Regions from separate parts of the Mus musculus genome. Here region 1 is linked to region 2. The links are chromatin contacts, called in public promoter capture Hi-C maps. All regions are on one chromosome and are shown on one strand. The core of a region is the stretch at or near the end of the contact, and the rest is flanking DNA. Distances in the headings are between cores, read along the strand shown. Region 1 has its middle 17 kb from the start of Scgb2a2. Region 2 holds the start of Bscl2 (Berardinelli-Seip congenital lipodystrophy 2 (seipin)).

Evidence for each region. Promoter capture Hi-C pulls out the DNA fragments that hold promoters and counts their contacts.
Region 1: a contact with region 2 is called in a promoter capture Hi-C map of second pharyngeal arch cranial neural crest. The contact joins the enhancer-like site here to the promoter of Bscl2 in region 2. A contact is called at or near these places in 12 of 39 promoter capture datasets (the 3T3-L1 cell line, the C10 cell line, the HPC-7 cell line and 7 more), 3 of 484 Hi-C or Micro-C datasets (the 63-12 cell line, B cells and embryonic stem cells), 10 of 115 datasets of contacts at active chromatin or transcription factors (bone marrow-derived macrophages, embryonic forebrain, embryonic stem cells and 4 more) and 2 of 9 other capture datasets (embryonic stem cells and pancreatic islet).

What each region holds. Positions count from the first base shown.
Region 1 is chr19:9,861,908-9,867,067 of GRCm38.p6, reverse strand. No RefSeq gene overlaps it. Among named protein-coding and RNA genes, the nearest start is that of Scgb2a2, 17 kb to the right of the region's middle. Within about 2 kb of position 1,432, at least 6 of the 459 cell types and tissues checked have an H3K27ac peak or open chromatin away from gene starts, as enhancers often do.
Region 2 is chr19:8,833,735-8,839,029 of GRCm38.p6, reverse strand. It overlaps Bscl2 (Berardinelli-Seip congenital lipodystrophy 2 (seipin)), which reads right to left and starts at 1,563. Exons shown (of 12, transcript NM_001136064.3): 1 at 1,166-1,563. It overlaps Gng3 (guanine nucleotide binding protein (G protein), gamma 3), which reads left to right. Exons shown (of 3, transcript NM_010316.3): 1 at 1-39; 2 at 377-476; 3 at 759-2,101. The coding sequence starts at 378. The coding sequence ends at 887. Hnrnpul2 (heterogeneous nuclear ribonucleoprotein U-like 2) reads right to left here. Exons shown (of 14, transcript NM_001081196.1): 14 at 4,888-5,295.

The DNA.
Region 1 (5,160 bases), core at 183-2,682, 1.0 Mb before region 2:
CTCCTGGGTCTCTGGTACTTCCTAGAGGTTCCTCCACTTCCCATCCTCCAAGGCTGCTTGTCTCCTTTCATTCTCTTGGCCCTCTGGGCTTCTCTCCTGTCCCTTCACCCCCATATCTGATCTAATACCCCTTCTCCCCTCCCTCTCTCCCACTCAGGTCTCTCCCTCCTTCAGCCACCTGTGATTATTTTCTTCTCCCTTCTGAGTAGGATTGAAGCCACCTCACTTGGACATTTCTGCTTGTCACACTTCTTACAGTTGGGCATTCTGTACTTTTTGGCTAATATCCACTTATCAGTGAATACATACCATGCATGTTCTTTTGGGTCTAGTTACCTCACTCAGGATATTTTCTAGTTTCATCCATTTGCCTACAAAATTCATGATGTTTATTTATTTATTTTTTTGGTTTTTTCGAGACAGGGTTTCTCTGTATAGTCCTGGTTGTCCTGAACTCACTTTGTAGACCAGGCTGGCCTCGAACTCAGAAATCCGCCTGCCTCTGCCTCCCAAGTGCTGGGATTAAAGGCGTGCGCCACCACACCTGGCTATGAGTAGTGTTTCTTAAAATGAACCTACTTATAAAGATTGAACTTCAATGTGATGGCATTCCACAAAGAATCTGGGAATTTATCCTAATATTTGCAATACCCCACTAATGCTGTTTGGAATTATATTGTTAAATGGATGGAACTAGAAAATGTTATATTTAGTGAGGGAACTCAGACCCAAAAAGTGAATCACTTTCTTATTTGTGGATTTTAGCTTTGAATCTGCAGATGTGAGCATATAACCTGGAGTAGCTACAGAAACCAGGGAAGTGAAAAGGGACCATGTAGGGCAAGGGAGACAGGGATAGTAAGATGTTGGATGTTGTGATGGCTATTCTTGGTTGTCAGCTTGATGGCATACATCTGGAATTAGCTAAAACCCAAGCTGCTGAGTATGTATAACTGCGAGAGATTTTTCTTGTTTTTTTTTCTTTTTTTTTTAAGATTTATTTATTTATTTATTACATGTAAGTACACTGTAGCTGTCTTCAGACCCTCCAGAAGAGGGCGTCAGATCTCATTACGGATGGTTGTGAGCCACCATGTGGTTGCTGGGATTTGAACTTCGGACCTTCGGAAGAGCAGTCGGGTGCTCTTACCCGCTGAGCCATCTCACCAGCCCGAGAGATTTTTCTTGATTGGATCATTTGAGGTAGGAGGCCACACCTTTAAATCTGTGCTACAGGTTCTGGTGGCAGCCTAAATAGAGGCCATAGAAGGAAGAGCTTGTTCTTTGCCTACTTGTCCTCTCACTGGGAAGTTCACTTCTTCACTGGAATCAGAGCCTGTTTCTTTGGTTCTGGCATGTACTGAAGACCAGCTGAGACATCCAGCCTCACAGACTGAACAGTTATTAGATTCCCCAGTTAGGAGTCAGTCATTTTTGGAATAGTCAGACTACAGCCTGGGTAGACATTCCAATAAATTTGTCTCTGCAAGTGAGTGAGTGTGAGTGTGTGTGTGTGCATTCAGTTCTGTTTCTTTTTAGAACCCTAATACAGGTGCTTTGAAGGGGAAATGGGAAAAACAGGGCAGGGAAACTTTTAATTAATTAGTGGGGGGCAATATAGAGTAAGAGGGAGGAAAGAGGAATTAAAAAAAAAGCTACCAAGGATAATTGAACAAGGCACAGGGAAACATTGTTTCTTTAAAATACATACATAAATGTACGTGTATACGTACATATAGTTTAAGTAGAGTTTTTCTATGTGGGGTGATAAGGCTGTGTTGGGCCAGGGTGATTATCTTAAGATTAGTAGTCATCTTATTACAAGGTCAAAATAAATTAATTCCTATTTTCTGTAAAACTTGGGTTTGACCAGGACTCCCTTCATTTTATGATATTTTCCATGCTCTACACTCTATACCCTGACCACTACTCTGATAAAATGTTCTGTAAAATGATTTTGAAATGTTCAAGTTTCTACATAACTAGAATTCCTCTGGAAATCCTCCAACCCTTGAAACTCCTCCGGCCTTGCAGTTTTGGGGCTAATATAAACCTCATCTTTTGTGTTCAACACTATTTTTCTCAAACCTCACTCTAGGGAAATTGCCCTGTCTGGCAGAAAATAAAGCTTGAGTAATTTGTCCAAAGAGTTTGAGAATGGTCTTTACTCTCCTTCAATGGGACTAACAACCATAGGCTGTAAATGTAACTTTTATTCTCCTGAAGTAATTGTTGTCTTTGATGCTTACTGCCTCTGAGATCCCAAATCGTTTAAGTTCAGATTTCATTTTAGAGAAACTGACCTAAGTTTGAACTCAGGTAAACTAACAGGCTGGTACGTAGCATTAGTCTCCCAAGTTGCTTCCCCCAAAACCCCAGCCTAGCTCCAGTCTCTAGGCTAATCTCTAACATGACCAGAGGTTCCAGGCTACACCCTCAACAAGACCAGTGTCTCCAGGTTATTCCCCCAACAAATCTACACCCCCAGGTTATAAGCCCACCCCCTGCCTAATGACCACCAATGCAGAGGGGAACAGAAATTAAGTTTATGATATGACTCCCAGCACCAGTCAATTATGTTAAAGGTCACAGGAGCTTTCCAATTAGATGCTTGCATATGTACTCCCTGCTTATTGCTTACTATAAAGCCTTGCCCCAATAGACATTCAGGGCTCCCCCAACCCCAAACCATCATGCATGATGGTGGTGCATTGGGGGAGGGGCGGGTAAAGGGAGTTGAGTTAGCTCAAAAAGAATAAAGACCCTGCTGTGAGTTGCACCAGATTGGCTCCTGTCTGTGTTTTGGGGGATCACTAACATCTCCTTGGCACACTTCCATCTGCTAACCTAGGCCTTGTCTAAATTCTAGCCTCCATACAATTTAATCTAGGTCTAGAATGTTTTCAGCCTCTGAGACTTGTGCTGAATAAGCTCACCCTTTCTAGTTAATTCTGAGCTCTGGCTGGCCATGGCCAGTTCAACTCAGCTGTTCTGGCTCAAACTCCTCTCCAAGCTGACTGATTTAACCTAACATCTCACAGTGTCTTACTGAATTGCTCAGCATTGGCCTCATGCTAACTTTGGCAATATGCTATAAAGCAATATGAACAAGCAAGGATCATCCTAGAAAGCTGCTTCATTTAGATCACCACAGGGAAAGTCTTTGTCTAAGAGTCACTCTTTTTTTCTTTTTTCTTTTGGATATTTTTTTTATTTACATTTCAAATGTTATCCCCTTTCCCTGCCCCTCCCCGAAATACCCTATCCCATTCTCTCTCCCCCTGCTTCTATGAGGGTGTTCCCCCACCCACCCACCCACCCATCCTCTCCTGCCTCCCCACCCTGGCATTCCTCTCCACTGGGGCATCGAGCCTTCACAGGACCAAGAGCCTCTTCTCCCACTGATGTCTGACAATGTCATCCTTTGCTACATATGCCGCTGAAGCCATGTATACTCCTTGGTTGGTGGCTTAGCCCCTGGAAGCTCTGGGGGGTCTGGTTGGTTGCTACTGTTGTTCTTCCTATGGGGTTGCAAACTCTTTCAGTTCCTTCAGTCCTTTCTCTAACTCCTTCATTGGGATCCTGAGCTCAGTTCAATGGTTGGCTTTGAGCATCTACTGTATTTGTCAGGCTCTGGCAGAGTCTCTCAGGACACAGCTATATCAGGTTCCTGTCAGCATGCACTTTTTGGAATTCATGATAGTGTCTGTGTTTGGTGACTGTATATGGGATGGATCCCCAGGTAGGCCAGTCTCTGGATGGCCTTTCCTTCAGTCTCTGTTTCATACTTTATCTCAGTATTTGCTTTTATGAGTATTTTGTTCCCCCTTCTAAGAAGGACTGAAGCACCCATACTTTGGTCTTCCTTCTTCTTAGTTACATGTAGACTGTGAATTATATCTTGGATATTCCGAGCTTTTAGTGTAATATCCACTTCTCAGTGAGTGCCTATCATGTGTGTTCTTTGTGATTGGGTTACCTAACCCAGGATGATATTTTCTAGTTCCAACCATTTGCCTAAGAATTTCATTAATTCATTGTTTTTAATAGCTGAGTAGTATTCCATTGTGTAAATGTAACACCTTTTCTGTATCTATTCCTCTGTTGAAGGACATCTGGGTTCTTTCCAGCTTCTGGCTATTGTAAATAAGGCTGCTATGAACATAGTGGAGCATGTATCCTTGTTGGAGCATCTTCTGAGTATATACCAGGAGTGGTATAGCTGGGTCCTCAGGTAATACTATGTCCAATTTTCTGAGGAACCACCAAACTGATTTCCAGAGTGATTGTACCAGCTTGCAATTCCACCAACAATGGAGGAGTGTTCCTCTTTCTCCACATCCTCACCAGCATCTGTCACCTGAGTTTTTGATCTTAGCCATTCTGACCAGTGTGAGGTGGAATCTCAGGGTTGTTTTGATTTGCATTTCCCTGATGACTAAGGATGCTGAACATTTCTTTAGGTGCGTCTTGGACATTGGATATTCCTCAATTGAGAATTCTTTGTTTAACTCTGTACCCCATTTTTATTAGGGTTATTTGGTTCTCTGGAGTCTAACTTCTTGAGTTCTTTTTATATATTGGATATATATTGGTAAAGATCTTGTCCTGATCTGTTGGTTGCCATTTTGTCCTATTGACAGTGTCCTTTGCCTTACAGAAGCTTTTCAATTTTATGAGATCCCATTTGCCCATAGTTGATCTTAGAGCCTGAGCCATTTCAGGAAAATTTCCCCTGTGCCAATGTGTTCAAGGTTCTTTCCCACTTCTCTTCTTTTAGGTTCAATGTATCTGGTTTTATATGGAAATCCTTGAGCCACTTGGATTTGAGTTTTGTGCAAGGAGATAAAAATGGATCAATTTGCTTTCTTTTACATGGAGACTGCCAGTTGAACCAGCACCATTTGTTGAAAATGCTGTCTTTTTTCCACTGGATGGTTTTGCCTTCTTTGCCAAAGATCAGGTGACCATAGGTGTGTGGGTTAATTTCTGGGTCTTCAATTCTATTTCATTGATCTACCTGCCTGTCTCTGTACCAATACCATGTGGTTTTTTATTTCTAATTCTTTGAAGTACAGCTTGAGGTCAGGGATGGTGATTTCCTTAGAAGTTCTCTTGTTGAGAAGAGTTTTCACTATCCTGGGTTTATTATTATTCCAG
Region 2 (5,295 bases), core at 314-2,813:
CTGACCCTACATCCCTGGCTGCCGCTGCTGTTACTTCAGGTGAGTAGAAAGCAGCTTTTTTTCTCTTCAGGGCTTGAGGGGGGACAGGTGGCTGATGTGATTTCATCAGGGTGGGGCTCTTTCTGACTGAGGCTTTCATTGCTGGTAACATATTTGGCTCAAAGACTTAAAATCCTTAAATCGTTTGTATAATTTGATGACCAGGACCCAGGGGTTAGGAGAATATTTCATTTTATCTTCTCCATTCTCCCTACTTAAAAAAAAAAAAAAAAAAGAAAGAAAAAAAAACCTGGGATGGCCACTGGAGAATGGGGGCACAATCCCAGGTGTGTGGTTGTGAAGAGCTGAGTGTTTCAGCTGACTGTCTTTACTCCAGGATGAAAGGGGAGACCCCCGTTAACAGCACTATGAGTATTGGTCAAGCACGCAAGATGGTGGAACAGCTTAAGATTGAGGCCAGCTTGTGCCGGATAAAGGTGGGTGCGACCCTGGCTCCCATCAGCCCTTCAGGGCTCAGCTGTGGGTTTGCAATACCCTCCCCTCCCCCCTCCCCCCAAGAAAAGATGCTTCTTTTCTTGACACCCTGAGGTCAGTGGCAGAAACTGGGCTTTGTCAGCAAAGTTGTTCCCGAGGACTGGCGTTGGGGGAGAGGGCTGTCTCAAAGGGCACTAGAAACAAAAAGATAGTCTATTGGAGAAGAGAACTGCAGTCCCTTTCAGGAATTCTGGTTAATGTATCCCTTCCTGGCTGGGTTCCAGGTGTCCAAGGCAGCAGCAGACCTGATGACATACTGTGATGCCCACGCTTGTGAGGACCCCCTCATCACTCCTGTGCCCACTTCCGAGAACCCCTTCCGGGAGAAGAAGTTCTTCTGTGCGCTCCTCTGAAGAGCGGTGGACCTCCTCTGAACTCATCGCCCCCTCCCAGACCCGCCCTTAGATTGGAAATTGTAGTAGATCACTTCTACCCGCATTTACCCGGAGATTATTTGAAGCACAAGGCCCTCCTTACCCATGTCTACCCCATCTCCTCACCCTTTCAGGCTAACTCCAAGCACCTTCTACTCTATCTATAAAGGGACCCCGCTAAACTGCCAAAATCCTGCCTGTTTCCCTCGGTGATCCATCCGTTCAGGCAATGGAGAGGGGGATGCCCGGGTGCTCACCTGGAGCTATGAAAGGTAAAGGCATTTGAAGAATAAAGTCATTCAGAGCCTCAGAGGACAACGTCTGTGTTAGCGTTCTTGGGAAAGAGGATCCTTAATCGATACACTTGCCATATCCAGGGAACAGGGCCAGTCGAGCCCGTTAGACATTGTAAGGATTGGAGATCGCAAAGTATAAGGTGCCCGAGCGCCCCCAGTGGGGGGTTGTTAAAACGAGCGCTCAGAAGCCGCGGAGCATTCACACGAGCGCGCAACGTAAGCGGCGAGAACCACACAAGGGCGAGCAGGGTGGGTTTCCGCAGGCCCAGGGACAGCAGCCCCGGGGGGAGGTGGCCCGAGAGGCCGTGGGGCGGGACAGGGCGACTCGGCGCGGCAGCCAATGCCCAAGATGGCGGCTGCCTGTTCGTACCCGCATGGAGGCACGCGCCGAGGGTGCTCTTAAAATGGCGGTCCCCAGCGTTCCCAATAGGGAACGATCCCTTATGCGATCCTCTGGTCTTAAAATGGCTGCCCCTGCCCTCTCAAAGTCAGAGTCAGGTTCTCTGTCCCATAGAATCTGGAACTAGACATGCTTTGGAGACCAATCACGGGGAGTGGGGATGGGGAGACACCTAAAGCAGTCATGGGTTCTTAAGTTCAGTGTGGTGACCAACACTCCGGAGGTGTTGGACACACACAGAGGCAGATGGATCTCTGAGTTCCAAGCCAGCCACGACGACACACAATACACAATGAAATCCTGACTTAAAACAACCAGTCACTAGGACTGGGACCCAAGAAGCCCAGAGTGAGTTTTGCATAAGAATCTCGCCTGAGTAGAGGTTCCCTTTGAGGTGTATGTAATAACACAAATGTGTTAAACAGGCCATCTTGGAGCACCCTGTTCCTTGGTCTCTGTGGGATCTAAATAAGTAATAAATTTGTTTTCTTGTTGAATTGGGGCTTTTTTATTTTCTCCTCAAGGTAACTGAAAACATCACAAGGGTTCAGAATGTCGTCTGACTGGAAACCATGTCTCAAGAATGCCTCCTAGAGTGAGATCCCGGCAAAGGGTTAGGGGATCCAGGCCACCGCCTAGAAGCTTTTTGGTCTGAGTGAACGTACATATATGTTTTGGATCCTGGGCTACATTTAAATGTCCTAGTTGTTTTGTTTTTGTTTTTATTCTTTTTGGTTTTTCGAGACAGGGTTTCTCTGTATAGCCCTGGCTGTCCTGGAACTCACTTTGTAGACCAGGCTGGCCTCAAACTCAGAGATCCGCCTGCCTCTGCCTCCCTGAATGCTGGGATTAAAGGCGTGCGCCACCATGCCCGGCTGTTCTAGTTTTAGGTGACAAATCGTTCTGGGTAGGAAGGTCTAACTATTCCCTGGGTGTCATAACCAAATGGCTGAACAGGTACAGGTGTTTGACTGCAGGCCCAGTGAGTTTCAACCATCAAGGTGGTGGGGGAGAACTCAAGAGTTTTTCTGACTCCACAAGAGTACCCTGCACACTCTCTCTCTAGAGCGCGTGCATGCGCACACACGCAGACTTCAGTATTTTATAACCTTTGCTCCTTCTTTCTTGTGAAAACCCCAGGAAGGATCCTTGTTATAATCCCTGCCTGCTTACAATGTCTAGAATGCAATAGGTGCCTAATACCTAATGAATGTTTTTTTCTATGTGTATATGCTTAAACTGTACACAGGGAGTAGCAAGAGACTAAAAAGACTAATCTCTATCAGCTCAGATGTGGTAAAAAGCCAAAAGTGCTTAAAATGTGTTATTAGGTTAATCCTTGCCCTACCTTATCCTCTAAAATACCCATCTTAGTTTTCTCATGCAATTTGATACCTATTCAAATTAGGAGTGACTATCTGGTTGAGGAGAACCAGGCCTAGCAACTCGTACAGACAAGGTGTAAGCTGTTTCAGAGTAGGGCTAGAAGAGGGTTCTCAAAGGAGTCACATGGTGGCTTACAAACTGACCTTAACTCCACTTCAAGAGGATCCAATGCCCTCTTCCTACTCTGCATGCACCAGACACAAGCATGGTACACACAGATATATGCAGACAAAACATTCATGGGTATAAATCTTAGGAATAGACCATCAGTGGATTGAGACAGGGTCTGAACTCCTGATCCTCCTGCCTCCCAACTCCAAGTGCTCAGATTACATTCATACACCAGTATAAGCTACTGTTGTTTTTGAAACAGGGTCTTGCTCTGTAGGCCAAGTTGATCTGGAATATTCTGGTTTTGAATTCATAGCATTTCTCCTGTCTTGGCCTATCTAGTGTTAGGACAAAGGCATTCGATATCACGTCAGGCTGAACACTAATTATAATCAGCTCCAAAATGCCAATAATGGAGCCTAAGATGGTTCAGTGGGTAGAAGTTCCTGTCATCAAGTCTGATGACTGGATTCAATTCCTGAGTCCTAAATGGTAGAAAGGAGACTCCCAAGTCATCCTTCGATCTTCACAGGTGTACTGTGGCTCATGCGTGCTAACAGGCAAAAAACCCAAAGTCCTCCTGAGCCTGGTATGGTTGCAGCCTAGGCTACAATAGCCAATACCCAGCTTCAAAACAACAAACACAAAACAAAGTTTCTGTAGCTTTCATTCTTCAAATTCAATAGAAAAATGAAGACTTTCCTTCTTAGGTAATATCACATACTTAATGGATTTCATAAACAAAACATCAAAAATCTAACTGATTATTTTAGCAGAGCCCAAGAGTTAAATTTTCCATTCTAATGGCTCAAGATCTTAGTACAAGAGGGATAGAGAGATGGCTCAGTGGTTAGGAGCACTGGCTGTTCTACTGGCTGTAGAGAATCAGGATTCAGAGTTCCTAGCACCACCATTTAAAAGGATTTTTTTTGTGTGTGTCTATTTTAAAATTTTGTATTTATGGTTTTGTTTTTAAATGTTGTGTGGTTCAGATACACCAGAAGAGGGCATCCGATTCTATTACAGATGGTTGTAATGTGCCATGTGGTTGCTGGGAATTGAACTCAAGACCTCTGGAAGAGCAGTCACTGCTCTTAAACCACTGAACCATGTCTCCAGCCCTAGCACCACCATTTAAGCTCACAACCATGGGACACTGCAGTTCCAGGGGATCCAATGCCCTCTTCTAGCCTCCGAAGGTACTGCATATGTGGTAGACCCAGATGCAGGTAAAACACTTGTATATATAAATAAAATTAAAAATAAAGATGTTACTCTAAGCACACACCAGGTTGACAGATTCCTATGTAGCTAGTCCCAAGTGAAGGCGTAGAGAAGAGCACAGCTGTCATATACAGAGGCCATCCTCGGCTGTAACCAGTGCATCTTGATAACTAAGCACTAAAAAATAGGTGGCTTGGCATGTCACCAAAGTTTGGCAATTTGTGTTTGGTCCTTGGAACCTGTATAAGGATAGGAGAAAGACTCCACAAAGTTGTCCTCTGACCACCATGTGACTCATATCCCCATTTTCTGCATGTACACTCGATCCCTGTGCACTTCTGTGCACATACCAAAATTTAAAATAGGTGATTAAGATGGTTATAGTGACAAACATGTATAAATGCAGCATTTTGGGTTTTAAGGCATGATGATCAAGAGTTCCAGGCCAGTCTGAGATACAAGGAGATTCTGCCTCAAAAGAAATTATTTTGAAAAAATACATTTTAAAAATAAACACCTCCATGATCATTCCAGTCAGTGCAGCCACAGGAGATAGGAAAATTCAATCCAAATGGTTATTTATTCTAAAACTGGAACTACTGTGTCTACATTTTTTGCCAGAATGGTGTAATGAGAACAGGGTAAGAGTTACATATGTAAACAATGACACAGTTACATTTTTAAAAATGGAACCCCCCTCCCCCGTTTTTTTACTGGCCACTTCCAAGAATGCTTTACAGGTTGTGCAAAAACATTTACAGGCTCCATGTGGTGTTTGTTTGTTTACAAGCTTTTCCATCTACAACTACAACAGACATCTGATAAAACACTAAACAACTCTTTTAAGGAAAACAAAACCAGGGATTCCTCTTATTACCATAATCTACACCCCACACCCGTCCCAATAACATTTCTTTTCATAATAAAAACACAAGACAGAAACAAAATGCAGACGTCCACTTTGATGCAG